2 separate regions of the Gossypium arboreum genome follow, and region 1 is linked to region 2. The links are chromatin contacts, called in public Hi-C maps. All regions are on one chromosome and are shown on one strand. The core of a region is the stretch at or near the end of the contact, and the rest is flanking DNA. Distances in the headings are between cores, read along the strand shown.

Evidence for each region. A called contact is a pair of places that touch in the nucleus more often than the background predicts.
Region 1: a Hi-C map of leaf shows a contact between it and region 2, with 7 times the contacts expected there. The contact joins the promoter of LOC108474136 here to the promoter of LOC108451218 in region 2. A contact is called at or near these places in 3 of 5 Hi-C or Micro-C datasets (all in leaf).

What each region holds. Positions count from the first base shown.
Region 1 is chr7:63,802,725-63,806,282 of ASM2569848v2, forward strand. LOC108474136 (piriformospora indica-insensitive protein 2) reads left to right here and starts at 1,555. Exons shown (of 1, transcript XM_017776060.2): 1 at 1,555-3,277. The coding sequence starts at 1,666. The coding sequence ends at 3,048.
Region 2 is chr7:63,483,856-63,487,374 of ASM2569848v2, forward strand. It overlaps LOC108451218 (long-chain-alcohol oxidase FAO2), which reads right to left and starts at 1,567. Exons shown (of 3, transcript XM_017748939.2): 1 at 1,096-1,567; 2 at 708-986. The coding sequence starts at 1,317.

The DNA.
Region 1 (3,558 bases), core at 305-2,804, 320 kb after region 2:
TTTACAAAGAGCTCTATGAACTCTGAATAGTTTTTTAAACGAGTTACATTTATGCACCTATGGTACTAATATTGACTTATTTGAGGTGATGAAAAAAACAACTGATAAACTTTTTTTTTTTTACTTTTACTTTCTTGAAGCAGAATTCTTATTTATTTGCTGGAAATAATACATAATCGCAATTGTATTCTTTTGAGTTTTATTTAGTTATAAATATATATATATATATATATATATAGTAAGGCTTAAGCCTCTTTTCTGTACCCAAAAGAAATTATTAAAGAAATGGGATTGAATTTTAATTTTTAGTGAAAATATAATATATTTTTATTTTCTTTTCCGCCATAATAAAAGATTAAATTAAAACTAACCAAAATTTGAGTAAAAATACAAACCATTAAACATCTAAATCTAAAGAACAATTTCTTAAAGAAGAAATAAAAATGTAAAATTTACACCTCAATACAAAGCAAAAAGAAGAGTAAAAACAAAATAACAAGGGAAATAAAAAATAAAAGGTAGCAACAACTATGAATATTCGTGACAAACACTGAAATGCTACTTCAAATAATTCTCGTCTTCCTGCTCAATTCAATTTTATCAGATTTTTTCTTCTCTAAATGCTCTCAGATGGGATTGGAATTCGACTTAAAGTGGTAGATAAAATTGAATCAACAAAGAATCTGAAAGGCATAAAATTGAAAAGCACTTCTGTTCAAAGGCATTTCTACATTTTATATTCATTTATTTTACCTTTAAATAAATCTATTTCAACCATGTTTACTCCCAACTTTATTCAAATATTTGAGAGAAGAAGCCCATTTTCACTTACGGCCTCAAAACACCTTTGGTGAATATTTGGTCGTAATTTTGTTATTAAAACAGCAGGTTAGAACTTAAAATAAAAAATTACTGTTGACTTACCTGGAAATTGGGGACTTCGCATGCACGGCCATTTCCGGAAAGGATCCCCTTCCGTACAAAAGACACGAGTCCTTGTCTTAAGCCACTGTAATATGGACACGTAGCACCATGCATGCCTCGTTCCCTTTGTCAGTTAAATGTCGCTTTCACGAAACATGTTTTGAGACAGTAAGTCGGCGGCTGCGGCGCTTCACTATTGGCTTCCCCCGGCTACCTTTGCTCCGCAGGTTTTTCTGTCGGCTATCCTTTTTCACCATTACCGGAGTTAAAACCAAAGCTCTCCAACCGATCGACGCTTTCATTAACGCCACTGCAGGGCTGGAATGGAACTCATATACCCAAAGAAAAAGATGCTCTTGTTTTGCATTTCGATCCAACACTTGAAAAGTTGCATTTACTACCATTAAGGATTTATCTTTTTGTTTACTTGAGCATAATTGGGGTTAAAATTTTACAAAAGGTAAAAAGAAGAAATTTTGAAGTTAGGTTGGTCAGAGATTCAGAGGGTCAGAGCTAGGTTGTTTTGGGTGTTGGCAGAGCCAGTCTACAGTCTACACACTACAGTCCAAGACCAAGGGGGCCAAGTCCTCCACAATATATGCAATGGCAAGTGCCAATAAACCAAAAAACAAAATCCCCTTCTTTTCGCTTCCATCCCAACCAACCTAACATCCCCCCCCCCCCCAAACAACACTGCTTGGTTTTCTATCTCTTTTATCTTCCACTCCCAGTGAGAAAACCATGACTGTTGTTTCTATTTTCAAGCTGGCTCTTTTCTTCACGCTTACATCCACTCTAGTTACTATTTCATTGCAGCAGGAGCAACCTCTCCTCCTCAACTCGGCTGAGCAGGACTCAGTTTACCAAGTTCTCTCCTCCATCAACTCAGCCACCAATTGGCGGACTCTCTTCCCTGACGACCTCTGCTCTTACCCTCCTCACGGTGTTGTTTGTGATTATTTCACCGACCCAACAACGAAGAACGTTACGGTCCATGTCACGGAACTGAGTTTCGGGTACGTTTCCGATTTTACACCAAACCCATCTTGCTCTCCAAACTCCACTTTCAGCCCTCTCCTCTTCACTTCCTTCAAACATCTACGCAAGCTTTTCTTCTACCAATGCTTCACCCAAACCCAAGCTTTTGTCCCCGATATCCCCACAACTTTCGGCTCCTCTCTTGAAGAGCTTGTGTTTATAAACAACCGAGCTTTTGTTGGTCCTCTCAGTAGCATCACCGGAAATTTCACAAGTTTGAGGAGGTTGGTTTTGTCCGGAAATGGAATTCATGGAGCTATCCCAAATGCAATCGGTGATTTGGCTAACATTGAAGAGATAACACTGTCGAGAAACAAGCTTAGTGGAAAGGTTTCTGTTAATCTGTCTAAGCTAAAGAAGCTGAAAATTCTCGACTTGAGCGGCAATGGATTCCATGGAAATGTGCCTTCTTCTGTAGGTAATCTTACTCACCTTTTGAAGCTGGACTTGAGTTCAAATGGGTTTTCTGGTAAAATCCCAGAGAGCTTGAGCAACTTACAAGCTCTGGATTTCTTGGATTTGAGTTTTAACCGTTTTGGAAACTTTGGGGTTCCTTTGTTTCTTGCTGCAATGACCAGATTGAAGGAGGTGCATTTGAGTGGGAATTTACTAGGAGGGGAGATTCCTGAAATTTGGGGCAATATAGGGGGTATTTTGGGGATAGGATTTTCAAACATGGGATTGGTTGGTGAAATCCCAGCTTCCATGGGGTTGCATTTGAGGAACTTGTGCTATCTAGGCCTTGATAACAACAAGCTTAACGGGAAAGTACCTGAGGAGTTTGGGTTTCTGGAGTTTGTGAATGAAATCAATTTGGAAAACAACAATCTAAGTGGAAGACTTCCCTTTTCTGCTAACTTCACTGCTAAATTTGGTGAAAAGTTAAGGTTAAAAGGCAATCCAGAACTGTGCGTTGATGAGAAATTGAGCCATCGTGAAAGCGTTGGCGAACTGAAGAAATGCAGCAAGCCGGACATTCCCAATCCAGTCCTCTTCATTGGGGTTTCTCATTCTGGGCTGTTATCATCTTCATCATCTTTCCTTGTTTTTTTGCTGTTTTGGGGTCTCTGGATACTTTTGGCTTGATTGATTATCATCAAAGCGCATGGAAAAAAGATACTAATAGTTCTTACAGAAACAACAAGTTAATACTGGCTAAAACTAATAGAAATATTTGGCAAGTTTAATTTAGTAGTAGCACTGTATTTCAGTAGGTAAAATTATGGAATTACCTTTTTATTTCCTGTTCTGTTTTGGGGAATGAATCAATGATAAATTATTGATTTTGTAGCTAGTTATCCATTTCACTAACAAATACATTTTGCTTTCAAAGCTGTGGGACTGATTGACAGCAGTGAATCATATGTATTTTGTACAATGTTTTGGGCTAGGATTTAGCGAGTTAAGCTAACTAGATTCTGGCTGAAGCCATTCGATTCATGTCATGATACAACTCTCGAGACAAACAAAAGCTGCAGTTCTAGAGCATTAATCATGGATCAGCCAGAGCTGCATTTCAGTGGTTACACTAGTAGTTTTATTACATTTTATCTTCTTTACTTAAAATGTAGATAAATTAATACATATAGATTAAAT
Region 2 (3,519 bases), core at 317-2,816:
TTCTTTCTTTATTTGAGCAAATAGTATTTTCAGTTTTGATTCTTGAACCCATTTTAAGGCATATATTAGCCAATCTGGATTAATAAAAACAATTTAGTAATTATTAAATGCGTTCTGTAAAGGAGAGGATAATATTACATTATATTATATTGGGTAAATTGGGTAGATTACTCAATTAGTCACTAAATTATAGATAAGTTTTCATTTTAGTCACTTAACTAAAAAGTTATGTTTTGATCATTAAATTATTTAAAATTTTCATTTAAGTCATTAGACTATTAAAATCGATATTATATATATATATTTTACTACATACACCGATCTAAAGCTCCCTTTCATTTTTCTTCTACAGTTTAGTTATTTTTAATAAATAATTTTAGATGACACGAATCTGCAAACTAAAGTTCAAATAAATTTTTTCTATTTTTGATATTGACCGTTAAATTGATTTGGACTTAAGATTTATATTCTTTTATTCGTTAATAGTATACTGATTCATCGTACTAATGATTAAATCATCACTTGAAGTTTACTAATGAAATTTTAAAAGAAAAACTTAATAATTTAGTGATTTATATAAAACTTTTAATAGTTTAATGATTTGAATGAATTTTTTAAATAATTTACTGATAAATTGTAAGTTTTTTAGTTAGAAGATAGGAGGAAGATGGATGAGGAAAAATTAATAGAAAAGGTAAAGAGTTTACCATGGAGAAAAAGATGAACAAGCAGTAAGTTTTGATCAATGCAAAAACAGCTCTAAGAGGTAAGCGATGATGGCCATTGCTTGACCATTTCATTAGTATTTTTTCTCTTCTCTCCACTGGCAGTTCCGAAAACTTGTGAATGAATGGCCATTTCCAGTCACAGCAATCCCACCCGCAAAGCAACAATGCGCCCAATCTAAACGATATAACTGCCAATACTACTTTCACAAACGAGAGTACCCTGGGTTCAACCACCCTCTTCACCATCATCTCTGCTACCTGTTTATTTTAAAACAATTCCCCATTACCAAGTATATGCACGTAGAAAACTGTTCAATTAGCTAATTACAACAAGAGTTGAAGGAATGAAGATTGGGATTTTGATTACCTCATCAGGAAGTGGAGGCTCAGCCCCAGAAGCTTTGTAGAAAGCATCAAGGGAAGAAGCCTGGTGGGCTGAATCAAGTGGGAGAGGAGGGATTAAAGCTTCACAGGTGGCAGCAAGTGATCGGATTTGAGCTGAAGAGAAACCATGGGTGTATGTAGTTTTTCTCCTACCCCCTCTCAGCAAAGGATGAGCATCACCGGTTTCATGGTTTCCGATTTCCATGGTGTTCTTTCTTAGCTAATCTTTTGCTTTGCTTCGCTGCTTTACGCAACCTTGAATGGTTTTTATAAAATAGGCCAGTAATCTACCCGTGCTCGATTCCCTGTTGGGTCATCATCAGAAAGAAGGCCGATTGAAAGAGGTCGTTTGTATTGTCTAAAATAAGAAAGAGGTCGGTTGTCTCACATGCGGTATGGGTGTTATCTAATCCTTCATTGACCTTTTCGTCTCATTTGTGGGGGTGTTTCTTTTCTATAAATAATTTTGTTGGAGGCTCAAATGATGTGATATTTTAAAAATGCAATTAATTTATTATCTAACTCTGGTTAAACAGTTTGGTTATGCTTTTATGATTGGGACCCAAGTGCAGTTTATTTTTATTATATGACACCGACAAGACAACAATCCTATATTTATCAAAAGGTAATAACTGAACTAGCGGCGCTTCTTGCTTATGATAGGCATTTACTAATAAAACCTTTTAAGTCAATAGCAAAATATTTTTATTGCTAGGCTTTCGTCTAATAAAGATTGGGAACAATATATACTCTTTTAGTTTTAAAAATTATAGAAAATTTACTAACTTTTAAATTTTATTTTTCATACTAATATTTGGTAAAATAAATTATACATTAATAATAATTTATAAAATTTAATAAATTTAAAATAAATTTATTAAGACCAACCAATTTTGGTACTCTTTCGTGTTTTTTGGTACTTTCTCATAATTTTTGGTATTTTTTATTTTTTATATTTTCTCATTTTTTTTAGCACTTCCTCATAGTTTTTTATATTTTCTCATATTTTTTTTGTACTCCTTCATGGTTTTTAGGTAGAAAACTTGATGAGATCTTGGCAATTGGGAGGAGAGATTTAAGAAAGAAAGCTTAGGCTTTGTTGATAAGGGTAAATATGTAATGCCAAGTCCTACCGTCTTTGTTAAAACATCTAGTCCAAAGGAAGTTGGTGAAAGCTCTAAGCCAATGCTATTCAAGACATTCAAGAAGATTGTTCATAAGGTGATTTGTCATTATTGAGGTGTTTTTGGTCATGTAAGACCTCATTGTTTTAAGATGTTGCATGATCTAACATGGAGGAATGCAGTGTGTAAGGAAGTGCCCACTCCTAGTGTGACAACCCTAAATTGACCCTAGTCGAAAAGTGGTTTCAGGATCGCTAAACCGAGTCATAAAAATAATTAACCGTCATAGTTGATGCTCATTATATGTACATATGCATGTGTGAAAATTTCATGTTTGGATTTTGTTAATGTAAGTGAATTTTATCAAATAGGACTTGTGTGAGAAAATTAGAAATGTGCTAGGCAAATGTAAAGTGGTCTATTAATGCATGTGGTGAAAATGATGGGTTTGCATGTCAATTTACCTAAAATTTAAGCATGGTGGCCGGCCATGCTATGAGTGGAAACATGTTGCAAACATGTTGGGTTAGTGGTTATGTTAGAAAGAATAAAATAATGAAAAAAAAAGAATATGATGAAAACAAAGGAAAAAAAAAGTGTCCATCCTTTCACATTTTTCTTCCTTGGCCGAATGTTCTAAGAAGAAGGGGGGGAGAGCTTGAGAAAATCAGCTATGGTAGTTTGCTAGACTAAGGTATGTTTGATGTTGTCCATGAGATTCATGCATGTTTTTAGTTGTTAGTTTGAGTTCTACCTAGCCCATGGTTTAAATCTTTGCTATGGGATGGAGATGATATTCGGCCATGGGTGTTGTCTTCTTGGTTGATGTTTGATGTTGTGGTGATGAGGCATGAAGATGAGTTAAGTTTCGGCTAAAGTGGATTTGTGTTGATGCCATTTGCATGCTAAGTGTGAAGCTTTGTAATGATACATGTGTATGGTGCTTTTGATGTTGTGAATGGAAGTAGTGGAAAAGTAAAAGAAAATTTATGTAGAAATGTGGTATATGTGGATTTGTAGGATGTTATAAATATATGTGAAGCCATGCTAGATTAGGAAGAATTCGGTCAAGTGTTCATGAGATGAAATTTTGTGTTTAGGTGAATTAAAGATGATAGTATAGTTGATATCATGTATATATGTATGCATATTCGCCATCAAATTAAGAGCATAGGTGATGTTGAGTCTAAGCTTTGTACATTCGCCATATATATATATATATATATGCATGTGTGATTGAATTATTGATAGTAGGCGATAGCATATGGTTATTAGTCGAATAG